Linked DNA regions of Mus musculus: regions 2 and 3 are each linked to region 1. Evidence: chromatin contacts called from public HiChIP or PLAC-seq data. All regions are on one chromosome and are shown on one strand. Each heading gives the region's core, a stretch centred on a gene start, on an enhancer-like site or on the middle of the called end of the contact. The rest is flanking DNA. Distances are from core to core; before and after follow the strand shown. Region 1 has its middle 27 kb from the start of Gm38791. Region 2 has its middle 14 kb from the start of Trim24. Region 3 has its middle 45 kb from the start of Trim24.

Evidence for each region. HiChIP or PLAC-seq counts read pairs in DNA pulled down with a chosen protein or histone mark.
Region 2: an H3K27ac HiChIP or PLAC-seq map of embryonic stem cells shows a contact between it and region 1, with 17 read pairs. The contact joins two enhancer-like sites. A contact is called at or near these places in 7 of 39 promoter capture datasets (the 3T3-L1 cell line, 3T3-L1-derived adipocytes, the C10 cell line and 3 more), 1 of 15 datasets of contacts at CTCF or cohesin (embryonic stem cells), 21 of 484 Hi-C or Micro-C datasets (3T3-L1-derived adipocytes, B cells, the C10 cell line and 15 more), 9 of 115 datasets of contacts at active chromatin or transcription factors (bone marrow-derived macrophages, embryonic stem cells, epiblast stem cells and 2 more) and 3 of 9 other capture datasets (adipose tissue, embryonic stem cells and liver).
Region 3: an H3K27ac HiChIP or PLAC-seq map of embryonic stem cells shows a contact between it and region 1, with 12 read pairs. The contact joins two enhancer-like sites. A contact is called at or near these places in 1 of 39 promoter capture datasets (liver), 1 of 15 datasets of contacts at CTCF or cohesin (CD8 T cells), 15 of 484 Hi-C or Micro-C datasets (the HPC-7 cell line, Th1 cells, embryonic stem cells and 3 more) and 7 of 115 datasets of contacts at active chromatin or transcription factors (embryonic stem cells and memory CD8 T cells).

What each region holds. Positions count from the first base shown.
Region 1 is chr6:37,739,668-37,742,953 of GRCm38.p6, forward strand. No RefSeq gene overlaps it. Among named protein-coding and RNA genes, the nearest start is that of Gm38791, 27 kb to the left of the region's middle. Within about 2 kb of position 1,599, at least 10 of the 459 cell types and tissues checked have an H3K27ac peak or open chromatin away from gene starts, as enhancers often do. A contact at or near this core is called in embryonic stem cells and stem cell-derived epiblast-like cells, where this site is marked.
Region 2 is chr6:37,855,629-37,858,914 of GRCm38.p6, forward strand. No RefSeq gene overlaps it. Among named protein-coding and RNA genes, the nearest start is that of Trim24, 14 kb to the right of the region's middle. Within about 2 kb of position 1,768, at least 13 of the 459 cell types and tissues checked have an H3K27ac peak or open chromatin away from gene starts, as enhancers often do. A contact at or near this core is called in embryonic stem cells and stem cell-derived epiblast-like cells, where this site is marked.
Region 3 is chr6:37,824,304-37,827,589 of GRCm38.p6, forward strand. No RefSeq gene overlaps it. Among named protein-coding and RNA genes, the nearest start is that of Trim24, 45 kb to the right of the region's middle. Within about 2 kb of position 1,663, at least 11 of the 459 cell types and tissues checked have an H3K27ac peak or open chromatin away from gene starts, as enhancers often do. A contact at or near this core is called in embryonic stem cells, where this site is marked.

The DNA.
Region 1 (3,286 bases), core at 349-2,848:
TGGTCTACAGAGTGAGTTCTAGTTCTTTTTTTTTTTTTTTCTGGAATTTCTTTCAAAAAGTTTATCTTCAAACAGATGATGGTGGTACTCACAGGCATTTAAGGTAATTCTCGACTACAACACAGTGAGATTGAAACCAACCTAGGACTACATGAAACTCTGCCATTAAAAAAAAATCAACACACACATTCAAACAGACACACACGTAATGTGGTAGCTCATCTTGTCAACTTGACGCATCCACAGGACATTTCGAGAAAGGTTTAACTCAAGAGAGAAAATCTAGTCTGAATTCCACGGGTTGGATCCAAGATGAAGGAAACAGAGAAGAGGAACTGAGTCTCAGCATCCATCTGGTGCTGCTCCGTGCCCCAGGCTCCCTGCCCCAGGCTCCCTGCTCTAATGGACTTACCCTCAAACCCTGTACCCAAACAAACTAAAGTAGCTAATAAGCACAGGCAAAAAAGTGTTTCGTTCTTGACTAGTAGTCTGATAGGTGTCTGAGATACTATGTTAAAAAAAAAAAAAACAAAAACCACTCCCAGGACTGGGGATATAGCTAAAATCGTAGTGCTTACCTAAAATGCCTCCAAGCCCTGGTTCTATCCCCAGGTCACAACATAACCCAGCACACACTTGTAATCCCAGTGTGTGAGAGATGAGGGGGGAAGATCATCCTCTGTTACATGGTGGACTTGCAGTCAGCCTGTGACACCCAAGACCTGTTGGGATCCATTAAGACAACACAATTGTCCTGATCTCTGAATTGGGCTTTTCCCCTCCCCCCGCCCCCCCCAGAAGAAAAGGGGGTCAAAAGCGGGCCACTGACCCACCGCTCCGAGAACAACCACAGATTGTTCCAGCCCTAAGTCAGCGCTGGATGTCCTGACCTCAAGATGTACCCTGATACCACCAAGTTCCTGCTTCCCCCTGTAGTTGCAAAAAGAAAAATTTCTGCTGCCCCATCCCTCCTGCTGAGAAATACTTCCCCTTTTGCTTGAGCATTTAAGCCTTAAGCCTTGCTAATACAGTGGGACCTTGATGCTACTCAGACTGCTTCCGTGTGTCATTCATTGCACAAGGTTCTCGTCTCTCTCTACCCCCCATTTGATTCTTAGGAGAAGGTCCCCTCGAGACCCTCAAATAACTGGACCTGCTGGATGGGTCAAAGACCCTGTCAGAGAGAGGGAGGGAGGGAGGGAGAGAGAGAGAGAGAGAGAGAGAGAGAGAGAGAGAGAGAGAGAGAGAGAGAGAGAGAAAGAAGGAAAAAGAAAGTTATTTCCACTGAAGACTTTGCAAACATCCTTTTATTTGCAAACTCACCACGACTGTTACAAACCCGACATTCTAGTCGCTATTTCTCTGCAATGACTTACTCATTAATTCTTAGTAGTGCTGGTTTTCTAGTTTGTAACCTCCCCCAGCCTGAAACAGGCTGGTTCAGACTCCTTTGCCACTGAGAATTAGACCACCTGGGGTGGAGCCTTCCTGCCTAGATGGCTCTATTGTTAGTTGCTGCCACTGCTCACCTTCAAGACGTTGCTACCTGCTGAGAGGCCCCTGAGATATTCTGAAGACTACACCCTATCCTGCATGTTGTCACCTGCAGCTGGTTCCAGGCACCAAGAATGGATTGGCAGGAATGGGCCTCCACCACCACCCCCCAACCCCCTTTATAAGCACAGATTGCTATCTGCCTGCCACCCAGGTGTACCTGGTCCATGTGAGCTGCGGGCCGGCTGGCAACAGTCTGGCACCCGGCCCAGGGACCTGAGGAACAGCAGGAAAATGCTGAAAGAATGCTGCTTCATGTGGAGCTCCACCGGAAGAAAAAGGAAAGGATCCTATTGGGCACCGGAGCAACAGGTACATATGCTAGCGCTAGCTTAAAACTTCATTTTTTAAAGTGTTGCTGGAGGGTGCAGAAGGATACGGGCTAAGTTTGGAATCAGCGCTAACCCAATGCTGGTTTCCACTTAGGTTAGCAGCAAATTATTCGGAACTAGGAACTCAATCAAGCAGTTGTCCGCAGCTTTCAAGAGCTACTTCAGGCAAAAGGAGTAGGGCTTGAAGTACAATTGTTAGAAAATTTTTTAGATAAGATGGATTCTTGTTGCCCATGGTTCAAGGAAGAAGAAACTTTAGATATCAGAATCTGGGAGAGAATTGGAGAAACTTTGAAAATCACTCAGGCAGATAATTTCACACTTTGCCTCTGGGCACTCGTAAAAGATGCTATTGAAAAGGTGATCTTGCAGGGGTCAGATAGTACCCAGGCAGAGCTTGATGAATCTCAGGAAGAGCGCCTGTCAGAGAGGGCCTTCTCAGAAAAGGGTCCTCTCAACTCTAAATTTGATAGATATAGAGACTCTGACGATGAGCTACTTTTAGACAAAGAAGATCACTCAGAAAGAGGAACCGCCTCTTCATAGTGCAGGAAGGCTCCACCCCAGGTGGTCTAATTCTCAGAGGCAACGGAGTCTGAACCAGCCTGTTTCAGGCTGGGGGAGGTTACACTAGTTGAACAAATCCAACTAAAACGGGCTGTGTGTATCATATCAATTCTTTGACTCAATGTTCTAAGCGCTCTGTGGAGGGTCTCCCATCAGTCTCGGTTGAGGTCAGCTGTTTCCTTAATATCTGTACAGCAAAAGAAACTGCAGGGAATACCGGTTAGCAGGTGGGATTCCATGTGGAACTCACTGGGCAGCCACAGTTCTCCACAGTGCGGTTTCTGTTGCTGTGTAACATTGTTCAGAATCTTAGTTACATAAAACAATGATACTTTTGTTATTATCAGGACTTGGTAGGCCAGTAATTCCATCAGTAAGTCAGTGACTTGCAACTCAGGTTGCTTACATGACCAGGGAGCTGAAGGGTCTCGCATAGCCAGGCTGGCCTCAAGTTTGCCATATGGCCGAGGTTGGCCTCAAGTATGCCATATAGCCCAGGCTGGCCTCAAGTTTGCCATGTAGCAAAGGATGTTCTTAAACTCTTGATCCTGCCTCTACCTCCCAAGTCCTGGGATTATAGTGTGTGTGTGCCTGAACATGCCATACCATACAATGTGAATTCTAATTCTTTCTTTCTACTTTACAAGTCTCAGGGTTTGAGCTTGGGTTATTTGGAATGGTGTCAGTTGCCTTTATCTGCTGAGCCATTTCTCTGGCCCTGGAAATAGTTCTTAACAATCTATAAGATAACAGGAAATTTAAAGAAGAAATAGTACCCTTTTGTTAAAATTATTCTCTCTCTCTCTCTCTCTCTCTCTCTCTCTCTCTCTCTC
Region 2 (3,286 bases), core at 518-3,017, 120 kb after region 1:
GATATGTTTTGATGGATGTGTGGTGAGGTATGGGGGGAGGGGTGCCTCCACCCATGCTGAGCCATCCCTTTTGCCTGAGGAACTAGCCACACAACAATATAGTATAGAATATTTTTTTCAGGGCATGGGGAGGGGAGTTAAGAGGGTAGTAGAGGCAGAGAAAGGCAGAGAAGGAGAGAGAGTAGAGCAGTAGAAGCTGGCCATGAGCACGTGGAGAGAGAGGGGAGATGAGAATGGGGAAGGGGGAAGGAGTAAAAGGACAGAGAGGGCAAGAGCAAGAGAGAGAGGAGGGACAAACAGCCCCTTTTATAGTGAGTCAGGTAACTGTGGGGCAGAGCATACCTGGCTATTGCCAGGTAACTTGGGGTTGAACTTAGACAAAATGCTAACACTAACAAGTCCAATTTGAAGGCTCTGTCCAATTATACCTCTGAAAGGTTCTCTTTCTGGTGTGTAGACCTCCCACAGGCCACATGTAGCCTTTCCTTGATGTTGTCAAGTTTGCTGAGAGGAGGAAAGCTCTATCTGTCTTCCTCTTTTGAAGGCATGGATCTAATGGAATTGAGCTTGACATACATATAGTAAGAAACACATAATTTGTTTTGTCTGTTAAGGGCCAACTAACTCCATTTTTCCTCCTTTTTTAGTGAAACATAGTGTTAGAATTTGCTTTAAGCCCGGCGTGGTGGCACATGCCTTTAATCCCAGCACTCCGGAGGCAGAGGCAGGCGGATTTCTGAGTTCGAGGCCAGCCTGGTCTACAAAGTGAGCTCCAGGACAGCCAGGGCTATACAGAGAAACCCTGTCTTGAAAAAAAAAAAAAAAAAAAAAAAAATTTGCTTTATTTCTATGTAGTTCCCTGTGGTGTTTCTTCTGTAATCATGTCCAAGCTTGTGGTTTTTTTTTTTTTTTTTTTTTTTTTTTTTGGTTTCCGAGTCAGGGTTTCTCTGTGTAGCCCTGGCTGTCCTGGAACTCACTTTGTAGACCATGCTGGCCTCGAACTCAGAAATCCGCCTCCCGAGTGCTGGGATTAAAGGCCAAGCCTGGTTTTTTGTTTGTTTTTGTTGGTTTTGTTCGTTTGGTGTGCTTTTTACTTGTTCTTCCTTTATAATCTTGTGATTTACATGTCCTAAGTTGTTTCTGTTGTTTTATTATATGTTACAAGAACTGGCTGACCATAACACCATAACATATATCTTTTCCCATAATCATAAAAATAGCTAACTAATTTACTAACTGCAAAAATTCTGCTTTTGCGCCGGGCGGTGGTGGCACATGCCTTTAATCCCAGCACTTGGGAGGCAGAGGCAGGCAGATTTCTGAGTTCAAGGCCAGCCTGGTCTACAGAGTGAGTTCCAGGACAGCCAGGGCTATACAGAGAAACCCTGCCTCGAAAATCAAAAAAAATAAAAATAAAAAAATGCTGCTTTTGCAATCAAAGGTCAGACAGAGCCTGACTATAAAAGGTTCCCTTGCTTTTTAGTCAGGGCTACTTCTCACTCCTACTTCCAGTGAGATTGCAAGTTTAGTCTAGCCATAAAAAAAATTTCACATTGAAACATTCCTGTGTTTGCTCCTGGTTTTTCTCATCACAATGTTGTCTTAGTTATTTTTATATTGCTGTAATAAAAGGCCATGATCCAAGTAACTTGGGGAAGAAAAAGAAGTCAGGGTAGGAACTCAAGGCAGGAGAGTGGAGGCAGTGAATGAAGCAGAGGCCAGAGGCCATGGAGGAAGGCTGCTTACCGGCCTGCTCAGCTTCCTTTCTTACACAACCCAGGCCCATCTGCCAAGGACCATTCCCTCTCACATCAATCATTAAACAATGAAATGCCCATACACTTGCCTACAAGATGAAGGTATTTTCTCAATTGAGGTTCTCCCTTCCCCGAAGACTCTAGTTCTAACAAATTGACATAAAATAATTAACCAGGACTTGTGTTTGTCCCAGTTCCTGACACCCTTGTAAGGTCCTGAATGACAGAGATAAAGGGAGAATATTTTATTCTAATATACCTTTGGCTTTGGTGGCTTTCAGAGACGCTGCATCAGAATCCTTGGAATTTCCTGAGTGATAGATGAGTACTGAGAGCCTTCTGTTATTCATATTGAGCTTCTTCCTCCATGCATAGGTGAGAGTCACCTAGGGCTCTTTCAAGGTAAACACCTAGTAGGGGAATTGGTACTTTCCCCGCCCCACCACCTCTGTTAAGGGACAGGGGCCAGAAATGGATTCAGCCTGGACAAAGATTTAATCACCTGTGTAATGAAGCCTCCATAAAAACCTATAACTGATAAGGTTTGGAGAGCTTCCGGGGTGGCAACAAAACAAAACAAGTATTGGGGGAACAGTGCCCCCTGTGCAACCACACCTCCCATGATCGCCTGACCTCCCTGAGATTTCATCTTTGTAATGCATCATAAATGAATGAAGCAGTGTGTTCTGGAGGTTTAGCTACCTGCTCTAGCATGGAAAAGGATGGTGGGTGAATAAAGAAAAAAGAAATAAAAAGGAAAGGAAATGTCATGGCTGCTCCTAGCTGTGGTGAAGAAGAAACTTTATTGTGAATAATATTGTGTTGTAAATATATTCTTAAGGTCTACGATGGTTAGATAGGACTGGACTACAAAACATCCAATCCTGCTGGCTATAGTGGCTCATGCCTTTAATCCTAGAGCTTGGGAGACAGAGATAGGCAGATCTCCATGAGTTCAAGGCCTGCCTGGATGACACAACAGCCAGAGCTACATAGTGAGACCCTGTCGTTCTAGGGAGTGCTATCAATCTCTTTACCTCCTCGTTCTTCTAGTTCCTGGATGCGTTTTTTCCCTTCCTTCCTTCCTTCTTTCCTCCCTCCCTCCCTTCTTTTCTTTCTTTCTTTCTTTCTTTCTTTCTTTCTTTCTTTCTTTCTTTCTTTCTTTCTTTCTTTCTGTTGTTTGTTCGTTTTTGGTTTAGTTGTTTAGTTGTTTGTTTTGAGACAGGGTTTTGAGGGACCCTAAGGGCTTTTCCAGTCCCAAACCCTCCTTACAGCTTCCCCCTCCTGCCTCCGGTCAAGGCTAGGCCAAGTTCTATTCTCCATTAACAGGAACAAACTTGAGTAAAAAATAATTAGAATGTACTGACTGATACCCTCTGGAAAGTCCCAGGTATAGTTCAAATGAGTGTCGTGCTTGCTAGCCAATAGATTTAAAGGTTGATATGCCTAGCCAATAAGTTTGAACTATAACCTTGCTGATGTAACCTGTGCCCCTAAAAAGTATAAAAACTGTTTGTAGTAGCCATTCA
Region 3 (3,286 bases), core at 413-2,912, 85 kb after region 1:
ACAATTCTCTGTGGTATCTTTACAACTTCTTTCAGGACACAAGAGTAGTGTAACTACAACTAACCAGGCCATAGGGTACATTTTTGTGGTTTGTTTGTCTGGTTGGTTGTTTTGTTATTTGCTTGTTTGTTTTTCAGTTCTTTGAGGAATCTCCACACCAATCTCCCCAGTAGTTGCACAAGTTTCGTTTGCACCAGAATTAAGGATTCCTCTCTTCTCATATCTTCATCCATTTGTTGTGTTTCTTTTCTTTCTTTCCTCCTCTTCTTTTCTCCCTCTTCCTACTCCTTCCTTTTTGGAGACAGGGTCTCAATTGGCCTGGAACTGACTGATGAACTCACATAGATCCTCCTCCCTCTGCCTTTTCTTCAATCATTCATTGGACTATTGGACATTTGTATGTGTCCTTTTGAGTACTGTCTATTCATCTCATTAGCTTGTTTATTGGTTAGATGACTTGGGGGATGAGGGTTGATGCTTAGTGTGTGTGTGTGTTTATGTATTTTAGATATAACTCTGGGGGGGGGGGGGTCTAGACAATGGTTGGCAATAATTATTTTCCCATCTGCTACATCCACTCTAGTAGTGACACACGTGACAGGCCCAAAAACCTGGATGTAGTCCTGAGGCAAAAAGTTCACAGAAACTTAGTCTCCTAGAACCATGGCATCCTGTATAACGAATGCTCCAATAATGTCCTTGCTTTAGTCGTTGAACGGATCTGCTTGCCCTCAGTATTGTTTTACTATAGGTGTCTCCAAGCAATGACTTGCCAAATACCTAAGCAAAATTGAACTTTGCTTCCTGGCCTTCACCAATGTCCGAAGTAATCCTTGAGCTGACCATGAGCTTTGAATTCAGTAAGAATGTTGCCTATTCGGTGACATTCAGAATTGCCTCTAGTATCGTAAGAGAGACAGTGAAAGAAATCAGGCATTACTATCTACTACATATAGTTAGAAATCTCAGGGCAAGCTTAGCAACATAAGTTTAGAATTCTTATTATAATTATGTATGGTAGACTACATTACTTATTAGTAGAAAGTCCCTTAGAATAATAGCTACCACTTAGAATAATAGCTGAGCTACTCCCATATGCAAGAATTTACAATGACCTAGGAAGAAGGAAGGTTGTGGTCTAAGAAGGAATTGGAGTAAATACTTAGAACTATAGATAGCTGAGTTACACCCACACACAGGAATTTGCAATGGCCTAGGGGGAAGGTAGACTATACAATAGACTAGAATTAGAACTAAGGCAAGGGCACGAAGCCCTTGCCCCTGGCTTCTAAGATTAAGCTGACCTTAGGTGGAACTGCTTTTGATCCCAGTTGTTAACACTGATTTTATCCCAGTTGGTTCCTGTTAGCTTTTAAGTACACATTCCTCTGTTTTGTTGTCAAAGTAATTTTGCATCAGATAACTTCAATGTACCTTGAATGGCCTTAATGTATCACTTAATTTCTTTTATATTATAAAAGACTGATGCTCACTTTGACAAAAATACATTCAGATACCACACTCCCTTTGGTCTGTATTTTTTTGTCATCCGTGCCAACTCCTTGCTGGTCTGTAACCACCGAACCCAAGTTTTGCCTGTGGATTGAGGACCCAAGTGAGGTCTGTGTGCAGCACCCATTCTGTAGGCAGTCTCTTCATTATGGTGATTGCTTCCTCTGTTATTCAGAAGGTTCTACTTGTCAATCTAGGACAGCGTCCAGTGCTGTTGGAGTCCTTTTCAGAAAGTTCTGCCTGTGTCTCGAGCGCTTTCCCTGAATCTGCCTTCAGCCGTTTCAGTTTCAGGTCAATGTTGGATCCACGATGAACTGATTTTTGTGCGGGATGAGAGATACAGGTCAAATTTCAATTTTCAGCATGTATGAATCCGGTTTTGCCAGGACTATCCATTCTCTTTCTTTAAAGAGGCTATCTTCTCCAACGTATTTTTTAAAACAGCTTTGTCAGAAATTAGGTTGCTATTAACAGTATGGTTTCATCTCTGGCTCCTCTATTCTATGTCACTAGTTTTTATGTCTGTTTTGTCCGTCTTTGTTACTGTGTCTGTATAATATAATTTGAGATCTGATATTGCTATGCCTGCCATTGTTCTTTATGCTAAGGATTGCTTTGTCTATAGGGCCTTTTGTGCTCTCAAATACATTTTACGATTTCTTTTTCTATTTCTGTGAAGAATATAATAGTTCCATTGAATAAATCCTCCTCTAGAATGCTGTTATCTCATTACGAGTCTCTACTGGTTATCTCAGATCCTTGCCTCCCATGCATTCTTATGTTTCATCTCTTAATCATTTTGCAAAGTTCTTGGATGTTGTGGGTCATCCTCATCCCAACAATCTTGTCATTAGGAACGAGGTCACCTTGCCTGCAGCCACATCATCACCAGCTTGTCATGCAACACATTACCGCTGTCGCCACAAATTGAGTACCCATTATAAAGGCCCCTGCCATAATGTCCCACCCTCTGTCTCTGTCTCTTTGTCTCTCTCCCTCCCTCACAACCCTTCTCTCACTCCTGCTCAAAGGTGGCCTTCCTCTACCCCCAACAAATCTCTCACATAATATCTGTAATATCTGTTCCATAATGTGACTCTGAGGCATTCCTTGGGTCCAACCTGCCAAGGTACTCTTCCACGGCAACACCCTAATGCTTGTAGATATCCCTAGTTTTTTCTTCTGCTTGGCGAGTCTGTTGGTGATGGTTCTGTTGTTTTTTGTATTTGATTTGTTGAGCTTTTTATTTCCAGAATTTCTACTTTACCCCCCAAAATCTTCATTTTCTCATTGTCTTTTTCTTTCCCACCACTGACATTTCCATTCGCATCTCTAATTTCCCTATTTATTTTGCCAGCAGCTTTTTCTTCTGTTGCTGATTCTTCTCTCTGGGTAGTGGATAAATTCCTCTGCTTGTTTCTATCTTTGTGCTCATTGATTTGGGTCAACTTGACACAAATCTAGACATATTTGGGAAAAGAGAATCTTAATTGAGAAAATGCCTCCATTGGCAAGTCTGTGAGGTAGTTTCTTGATTAATGATTAGTGGGGGGGGGGGGGGGGGCGCAGATTACTGTGGGTGATGCCATTGCAAGCAGGTGGTCCTGAGGTGTATGAGAAAGCAGACTGAGAAAGCAAGCCAGTAAGCAGCATCCCTCCATGGCTTGTGCTTTGGTTCCTGCCCTAAGTCCTTCTCTGAAGGCCAGTGATGTGGAACTAGAAGATGAAATAAAGTCTTTCCTTCCCAAGTTGTTTTAGGTCAAGGTGTTTATCA